2 separate regions of the Aedes albopictus genome follow, and region 2 is linked to region 1. The links are chromatin contacts, called in public Hi-C maps. All regions are on one chromosome and are shown on one strand. The core of a region is the stretch at or near the end of the contact, and the rest is flanking DNA. Distances in the headings are between cores, read along the strand shown.

Region 1 (4,538 bases), core at 110-2,609:
TTGAAGTCCTTCGCCTTTAAGAAATTTGTCACGGTTTTCGGATGCCATCAGGGCGGAGCATAGACTGTTGAACAGATTTTCCATGAACTCTTGTTCTTCAGTAGAAGACGGATCATGTCTTTTGTAGGCCTAAAAAAACGGTTTTGCTATTATTGTTTAATGTTACGGAGCTACGTATCTTAAAATAAGATAAAGCGAAAGCGATCAAAAAAAGTCATCAACTGATTCATTTTTATACTCATACTTACTGCCAATTGCTGTAGAAGAACATCAATTCCATCCAAATTGCCCAGCAGAATTCTGTTTTCGTTGGTATCCTGTAGTAGAATAGATAAGATTTCGCTGCAATAGAGCTTGTTGGCATCGAACGGCATCTTCATTCGCAGCCGTTTCAAGATCCACTGCATCAAACCCTGTTCGGCTATTTCCTTGGCGATTTCAGATTTGATCTCCATCAAATTCTCAAAAATGGCCAACGTGTTATGCACACCATCTGCTTCCTCTTTAACTGTCTCATCCAATCTTTCCAAGTTTTGAACCAGTAGACCGGCAGCCTGCTGATTCCTCAATGCCTCGATAAGGGTTTCGGCACCATCCAGACTTTCGTGTAAAATATCGACATCCGTTAATTCTTGGATCAAATCAACAACTGCGACACTTATGTCTGTGTTCTGGTGTGATAACAGTTCCAATAAGCTAGAAACGCCATTCAATTCGACTAGCAGTGGATACAAGTCCGGAACCGTGGCCACCGAATGAAGCTCTTGCAGCACATCATTCAACTCGATTTCACTTTCCATAAATTTTTCCGGGTTTTCGGGAAACTTAATTCGCATCTCTTGATTTTTCAGCACTCGTTTTTCGAACAGCAGCAGAATCTTTTTCAGGCTGGCCTCGTCCAATACTTCCCCTTCGGCTTCCTCCGATTCAACGTACTTGAGAATGTCAAGCCGTTCTTGCTCACTGATTTGGGGTTCTTTTTGGGCCACTTGCGGATTTGCTGCCCGTACATTTGATGCTGCGCCATCTCGTCTCACTTTTGGTGGCGGTTCTGCTCTGGCGACCGGTCTAGGATCCGATGAATCTTCGTCGTCATCTTCATCAAAATCGGACGGTCGCTTCGGTGTTTGCTCTGGCTGAAAGTATAGAGGGATTTTCATGATAGGTTTTCAACTATAGCACTCAGTATTTTCTAATTACTTTAAATGAAAGAAGCTCTCCTATATCCATGATTTAGGAAATCGTGAAAAAATACTTTTTTATCTTAATCGAACTGCACAGCACGCACAACGAAGGATGTAAACAAAATTGTTTTGACATTAGGCAAACAGACAGGCAACCCGGAAAACTACACATTATTTTTAATACATCCCATGGCACACAGAAACTACTCCTCACCGGCAAAACACGCTTGATCGGAAATACTCATTAATGGGTGAAAAGTACACTGAGAAAAAAATTATAGTAAAATTAATAATTCAACCATGTTCAATATTACCATGCCTAAAAATAGTTATGATGAACATATTTTCAGTGATGATTACTATGTTTTACTTGCAATTACCATGCCTTGAAAATCATGCGCATAGTAATCAATACCATCAAACGTGGTTATCCTTATAATGATGTTCGTGATTCTCAGAACCATGGTCATGTTTTCTAGTAATATTCTCATGTTTAGTTTTACCGTCTCCGAAAGTTTTTCTAATTCTTAACGATTTCCGCAGACATTTTTGTTCAATAAATTGTTTGCGACGTAGTTTGTAATGCAGACGTAGCTTGTTTGGTAAATTACTGGTGAGTATTTTCATCGATTCATGTTCTTAGCGTTCAATAACAAAGTCAATCTATATCTGCCAGGAACCGCAGTAACTCGACCTAGTAGGTTACCGGATTCAAAGCCTTCAGGAATTCCGAAAGACAATCCTTAGGCTTCTTCGCCACCTTTGCCTTTCCGAGACGGACATCAAAGAGATGCTCTGGCTTGGTTCCAAGGAGAAGAAGGATGAGAACGTGCAGAAGAGGGGGACGGAAAGTTAGTCAAGTTGTTTTTCTGGAAATTCTGCTACATCCCTCACTACATTTTCAATCATCAACAGGTTTCATAAAACAGCTCGATTCCATAGGATCCACCTCCGGAACCCCCTTTGTATGTATGTTCAATTGTTCCAAATGCACCGCGGATGGACTTCGGCGTAATGTTCACTTCTACTTGAGTTCCTTCTACGCAGGTTCATCAGTTCGCGCCACCCGAACCCCTGAACCAAGCATGAAGCTGACCAATTCCTCCATCAGCAGCTAAAATTCCCAAACGACGTCGTTTTAATGCAAATGGACATTCCCCAGAACATTCAACCGAACCATCTTTCACCAAATCAAGCCGCCAGGATGGAATCGCACAAGTTTAGGATATTTATTTATTTAATCAAGAAACAATTGTGTTAATTTATTTATCTAAATAGACAGCAATACATTTAATTGTTTTTTTTTTGCACTTTTTTGAATGTAAACAACAAAGACGACACTACTATTCCACCACATACATTGTAAGTAGAACCAAAATGCCATAGTTAACCGTACTATACCGATTCTCTCGCACATAGTAAAATGAACTATGTAGAGAGGTTCAAAGCTACCATAAAATATAAATAAAAAGCAACATGGTAAATTGAACCCAGCACATGGTAGTTTCAAAAATAAATTATGGTCTACCAAAATCAAGTGGTAAAAATGTTTTAATTTCAACCTCGATTTGGTCGGCGTTACCATGCCAGTTTTTTCAGTGTACCCATTTCGTGTACACTGAAAGACGGCTTGCGGTAATTGATTGATGCACCAAGCGAAAAGAAGAAGTTTTGACATCCAAGCGGTGTGTCGTCGATTAGATCCTCGTCGCTGATTGGTCGATGGATGTAAACGGCACACCGCTTGGATGTCAAAACCATCAAAACTCTCTTCTTACCGCTTGGTGCATCAATCAATGACCACCATTAAAATGTTTTCAAAATTATAGATACCCGCTCAAAAATTTCAACTAGAAATCTAGTAGGTAGACAAACCAAAATATCTAGTAGATATTTAAGCAGATATCGAATACCAGTCTTCTAGAAATCTCCTTCCAGTGCAACATTTGTTGTGTCTACTTCAAATCGGGCGAAAACAATTAATATCATATATATCATATAGATATGTACTAGACATTGGACACGAATGCCAACTTTTTTTTGGTAAAGTGTCTTTAATAAAATATAATAATAGTACTCGACATGGGTATTAGAAATCGAGTAGCTGTCTAGCAGATTTCTACTAGCCTGAATTTTGTTTATTTTTCTTTTTTCTAATTTTATTGATGTTCTGTAAAAAAAAACAAAAACTTTTTTTGTTCATGAAAATTTATTTATTTCAATTAGTTTATCATTATAGGGCTGTTTGCAGATCAGAAGTAATTCAGCCTATCTTGATGCATGGGAAATTCCTTGCATGAATCGCTCAAGAAACCGGTTTTTATTGATCGCAGTAAGCAGTTGCGAAGAAATGACGGTTCAAATGGTATCAGGTATCAGTAGGTCGGCTCTAGAGGCACGTTCTCCTCCATTTGGGAAATTTGTGCCATCGCCATGAACACGAGCCTATTCATCATTTACCTGACGGAGAAGGGAAGGAAAAAGGATAGGACATGGGAAAGGACAGGTAAGGGAATAGGATCGTCATACTCGCAAAAGCGTACCACAATGGGTTCACATAGCGTCCTGAAAAGGACACTGTAATAACGCATAAGCGTGCCACAATGGGTTCGAACAGCGCCCTGAGAAGGGCACTGTGAGAATGCATAAAGCGTAAAGAGAGCCTATAGCTCTTTACCACAGCGGGTCAAGAACAACAGAACGTCCTGAAGATTCAGGTTTCTGAAGTCAGTTTCACTTAATAAGTGTTTCCCGAGCACTCGGAAACGCAATTGCGCAAAAACTGGACAGTTACATATTGTTGAGTGTGCAGTGATCGCCTTACATTTAGATAAACTGGCAGCACTGCCATTAGCGAATGAAGACACATCCGAGTGTATGTTGTGATTTGTTTATGTTTAGCTTTTAGTATTAAGAGAACCGTTTCACAAGAAACTTCAATAGGGTAAAAGGGTATAATGCGCCCTGTTGAGGCACCGCAATGCCTCAAACGGGTAGCTCTTGGATTCCTGGCGGGATGGAGTCTCGCAAGACCTGGGGTACCAGAAATCCTCCGTTGATCCGGCTCGAAGGACCAAAATGTTTGGGGCTCCGCAGTGCCTCAAACGGGGATTTTCTTCCTCGCAAGAAAGAAAACTCACAGCAAGTACTTTACACTAAAGCACTTTATTTCCTTCTAACTTTGCGTTGTTGAAGCCACGCAAACGCTTATACACTTCTACTTCGCGTTGTCGAAGCCACGCGAACGCTTGTACACTTCGATTACACTTCTCACTACTTGACCGTTAGCCGGGTCAGATGATACTATTTCGCTGTTCGGTGGTGGAGCTCTCCTTATATAGCACCCAGGAGTGC
Region 2 (4,959 bases), core at 779-3,278, 130 kb before region 1:
TTACAAGATCTTGCGATTAGAAATCTGCTCCCACCGCAGGAAGTTTTAATCGCCGCTACCGGGTATACGATGGGTAACCCCGCGAATCGAGGAATTTCAGCAGCCCTCGGAATGGCCCGAGATGCTTCTCCTTCAATGCAGGTTGCGCTACTCGATATGATGGGAGGCGTAAGACCTCCTCGTAAGGTAAACCATCTTTTCCATCCATATAATGATAAATATTAATTGAATAAAGAAAAATATTCGGTGAACGCACAACAGCCTTTTTATTTTTAAACGGTTCAAATGCACAAGACCTGTATATCAAAAGCTTAAAAAACCATGGAAAACCATAAATCAATAATAACACATACAGTGTTCGTTTTTCTTCCAAATTTATTGTAAAACTGCTCTCTAACCATTTTCTATGCAGTGAATTGTCTGAAAAACTGGATAATATATTGACCGTATTCTTTACTGTATTGCGAAAAATTTGTTCGGGAAAACGAGCGATTTTTTATGGTATCCAATCTTAACCGCCTATTCCATATTCTGTAAATTGGCGGATAACCATTTGTCAAACTAGCAAATCTGTACCTGGAATGGTTAGCTTACTGTTATCTCCAATAGTTTGAGAAATGGTTAAATGACAATTGCTAATGGTCATCTACAGTATCAGAAACATTGCATTTACAGTTTGTGATTATGCGGGTATGCTTCCAGTTCAAAACCGAATTAGCGACATTTTTTCTTCGACTTCCGCTGCTTTTGCCAACACAAAAACACAATGTCGGAAGTGGGGCGCTGTATTGTACACCTGGTGCACAGCGCCCCACTTCCGACATTGTGTTTAACGCAAGGCAAAAGCAGCGGAAGTCAAAGAAAAAATGTCGCTAATTCGGTTTTGAACTGGAAACATAATAATGTGGGGGAAAGTTTCCAAAAAGTGTTCGGAACTTCGGCCGGAACGAGGGCCGGAAAGTTTCATTATTCATTACGAAATTTACCATGAACATAATGCAACAGTGAATAATTAAAAATTGAGCTGGAAATTATGATCCAAAATGAAGGAGGCGAAGTCGACAGTTGATGCTGGTATGGAATCGGCAACCAGATTTTATGCAGTGGGGGAAGAAAAACAGAAGCAGTGTACAAAGTAAATGGTGCGATAGGTGATTTAGTGATTATGGAACGTATTTGTACTGGGTAAGTCAAAATCATAATTGCTCCGTGTTCGGATTTTCTATGCTGGTTATTATGGCCAAGTATCGTTTTTGCTTCTGTTTGACGTTTGCTCACTACCGCCATCTAGTGGCGGTCCGGCCAAACACAGTACGTTTAGCATTGGGCGATTACGTTTTCGTGACGATGTTTTTTTAATGAAACTTGTTCTAAGTGTTACGTCTGTTTCTCTGTGCTACAACTATACAACTTTAAAATGATCGTTAAAAGCATGGTCGATGGAAATTTCGCAAGTGTTACGTCTGTTTGTCTGTGGTTGAATGTTCATTGGTTGGGGCAAAACCCAAGAAAAAAGCACTGTCAATGTCAAAATAAATCTCAAAACGAGTTTGACGTCTGACCGCCGTCGCATCACAGCTCCTGTATACAGAACGTTTGCGCAAGTACGTGAGTGTTTTTGACATATTTCTCGTCACTTGCGTGTGTCTAGAGCATTTTGATCAGTTGTCAGTTGCCCCAAACGAACGAACACGATTCGCTAATCGGGGCGCAGTCGTGACCCAACCAGCGAATCCAGACTGTACCCATTTTCAAGTTGGGCCGCCCAACTTGAAAATGGGTATTTTTAAATGGGGCCTCTTGAAGAGCGACAGAGATAGCAATGAAAAAATGGGTATTCTGACGCGAGCGTGTAGAGTAGTTTTCAACGAGCGTGTTCGATATAATCAATTTTGGGTAAAATGGACAGAAAAAAATAGGTCTTTTGAATTTTTTGTGTACATCCACTTTTGGGTAATGTAAATCACTCAAAATAGGTAGTTTTGGTTTTGCGTGTATAGTGAATGTTTTGACATTTAAATTTTCGATATTTTCGTCGATATTTTCCAGCTGTCAAAGTCGCTCGTCGGTCTTTTCGTTCATGTGTGCTTCTAGCATCAGCATTTTGTAAAATCTGTAATTCGCTGCTAAACAGTTAGAATATTGCTTAAAACAAGTGAATTTACTCAGAAACTAATCACAAAATGGTAGGTTTTCTAATTATTGCAAGATTTCCCAAAAATATTTTGAATTCTGTTCGATTTTGCAAGTGAAAAATATGCGAATAGTGTTCACACGGAAACATGCTGTCCGTCGTTCCCGTTGTTCCGCTGTGTGACCAAATGTTTCTTCAAATTAATTTTGTAGGGTATTTTAACCAATAGTGGACCCCTTAGTAGCTGAAAATTGTTCTGATCATTAAAACAGTATGATATTCCAATTAAATTGCCCCTGTCAACGTTTGCACAGCAAGTTCTATGTCTTTCCTGCACATTGCACACAAAAACCTTACCAAACCACCCTATATTTCCCATAAAATAATCATTTCAAATCTGGCTCAAATTATCCTATAGTGGTCCCCCCGGGGTCCACTATAGGATTGTTGGGGTCCACTATAGGATAAATCGTATTCTCTTACCATGTTAAAACGGAGACAATAGTGGACCCCCTTGGATTTAACCAATAGTGGTCCCCCAGATTTGTTTACATTTACAAATTTGTTCAAAAAATCAAATTATTGCTTTCCAGCGTAGCTCCACCACTTGTAACTACTGGCTAGGAACATGATCCATTGTCTCCCGGTGGAAGTTCACCGGTAAAAACAGATTTAAGCAGTAAAATTAGGAAACATATAAGGGGGTCCACTATAGGTAAGGGGTCCACTATTGGCTAAAATACCCTATTATAAATTTCTCCTTGCGTTACGAATTGTTTTCATATAATAAAAAAAATTGTGTTTATATCTCAGAATTGTGAATCAGAGTACCAAAATTCTCGCTTTTCAATATTTCTAAACAGAATATTCCGGAAAAATTGAAATGGTGTGGGCGCACCTACACTACTACACCACAACTTCATGTATTTTACGCAAAAAAAAAAAAAAAAATGATTCACCGCTGGTGCTTTTTAAACCGGCAACTTCGTGGTTGTCAATGATTTTAATTTCCGTTTCTATACTTTTTAGCAACCACAAATTGTTCTGTTGAAGGAAGGCACTGACACCTCTCAGGGAAAGCCTCAGCTGATATCCAACATCAACGCCTGCCAATCGATCGTAGATGCTGTAAGTACCTTTCGTGAATTAATATATCATTGTTGTATATATACCCAAGTATATAGTGATTTACTTAGGACACTACCCGTAATTGGGTGCGGTACCATTTGGGCAGGAAAAGGGTCCTATTTTATGCCCTTTCCGCTTATAACTAGATACGTTTTATGCCAATTTACTGGCTCTAAATGTGCCGTGGCTCCCGACCAAATAGTTCGGCGCTCTACATATGTTTTGATATAAAACGATGGGGAATTTAGAAGCTAATTCTTACTTTAATTTTATTATTGTTAGCACTAAGTTGCTGTCGGAAGTAACTTCATTGACTTCCGCTGCATTTCCTATGCGTTAAACATAACGTCGGAAGTAGTGTGCTGTATAGAGCATCAGATTTATTATACAGCGCACTACTTCCGACGTTATGTTTAACGCATAGGAAAGCCAGCGGAAGTCAATGAAGTTACTTCCGACACCAATTTGGTGCTAAATCCACAATAACACTTACATATAGACCTAGTACTCTTACTCTTACTTAGTAGTCAGATTTTTTTTTTGTACAATCAGCTTATGGCGTAATTTACAAGATGGACATTTCTATTTCCATCGCACTGATATGGATGAAAAATAATCGTTTATGCGCTACAATAAGTGAGCAAACATATGGATAAGTTCTATTACGATTTCCCTTAGAAGCAACGGGTTCAAACCGATATGCTTCCATTGGTTGAATGTTTTGAAATACCTACTTAGTTCTGAACACATCTCTCTTCTTGTTGCATAACAAACTCATAATCATGTTAAGAACCCTCATACACACGGAGAGACCAAACTACCCAAAAGTGAGTTCTTTCCACCCAACTTCGGGGTTGCGTGTGTCAAGCCAATTTTGACTTGATGGAATCGATGTTTTTGTTGGGTTGTTCCCGCTTGCTTCCATGTGAAAAAAATACCTAATTTTAAGTTTTTTCCACCCAACCGAAATTTTGACTAGGTTGTATTCACTCAAATTTGAGTACTGTGCTAGAAACTCAGTGTTGGCTTGACGCACGGAACTGCAAAAGTTGGGTTGTTTCTCTCTTCACTCTGACAACAATAGAAAGAGCGCATGAAAAGGGAGATGAAAAAGAACTCAAAATTGAGTTTAAAAGTACCTAATTTTGATTTTTTCAGATCTTCACGTTGATCGGTTCAGTAGGTTTCGATGTAATGACAGACAGACTGACAGTCAGAAATTTATTTTACCAAAACAATCTCCCCCTTCCCTTATCATTAATGTCAGGCAACCCGACGTCTCCACTAGACAGAAATGTCTTGCCATTTTGCTGGACAGATGTGTCATGACAGAAATGTTCTCTCGCTGTTTGCATGGAAAGCGGCGGTGTTGATCATTTCTGTTACGTTTTCTCTTTCTGGCAGCAAAATGGCAAGACATTTCTGTCTAGTGGAGACGTGGGGTTAAAGCCGCCGGACTGAAGAGGTTGCAATGTCTGCTCCCAAATTACACGGTGTATTATGAACGATGTAAGTTCTTGGATTTGCATTGGCGACTTAGTCACATGACTCTCATGCGCATCAATAAAATAAAATAAAGTTGATAAGCTTACACACTGCAAAGCAAACGACTTTTTGAGTCACCTCAGGTTTTCAATCAGTTAATACTGCTTTTACTTTTGACAGGTTCGCACAACCCTCGGTCCCCGTGGAATGGA

What was found. A called contact is a pair of places that touch in the nucleus more often than the background predicts.
Region 2: a Hi-C map of whole pupa shows a contact between it and region 1, with 3 times the contacts expected there. The contact joins the promoter of LOC109403729 here to the promoter of LOC109403735 in region 1. A contact is called at or near these places in 2 of 3 Hi-C or Micro-C datasets (embryo and whole pupa).

What each region holds. Positions count from the first base shown.
Region 1 is chr3:176,112,107-176,116,644 of AalbF5, reverse strand. It overlaps LOC109403735 (beta-catenin-like protein 1), which reads right to left and starts at 1,359. Exons shown (of 4, transcript XM_019676604.3): 1 at 1,201-1,359; 2 at 249-1,136; 3 at 1-129. The coding sequence starts at 1,230. It overlaps LOC134284284 (a long non-coding RNA gene), which reads left to right and starts at 1,382. Exons shown (of 2, transcript XR_009995730.1): 1 at 1,382-2,035; 2 at 2,100-2,478.
Region 2 is chr3:176,244,593-176,249,551 of AalbF5, reverse strand. It overlaps LOC109403729 (T-complex protein 1 subunit eta), which reads left to right and starts at 2,028. Exons shown (of 5, transcript XM_062843057.1): 1 at 2,028-2,186; 2 at 3,164-3,262; 3 at 4,928-4,959. The coding sequence starts at 2,184.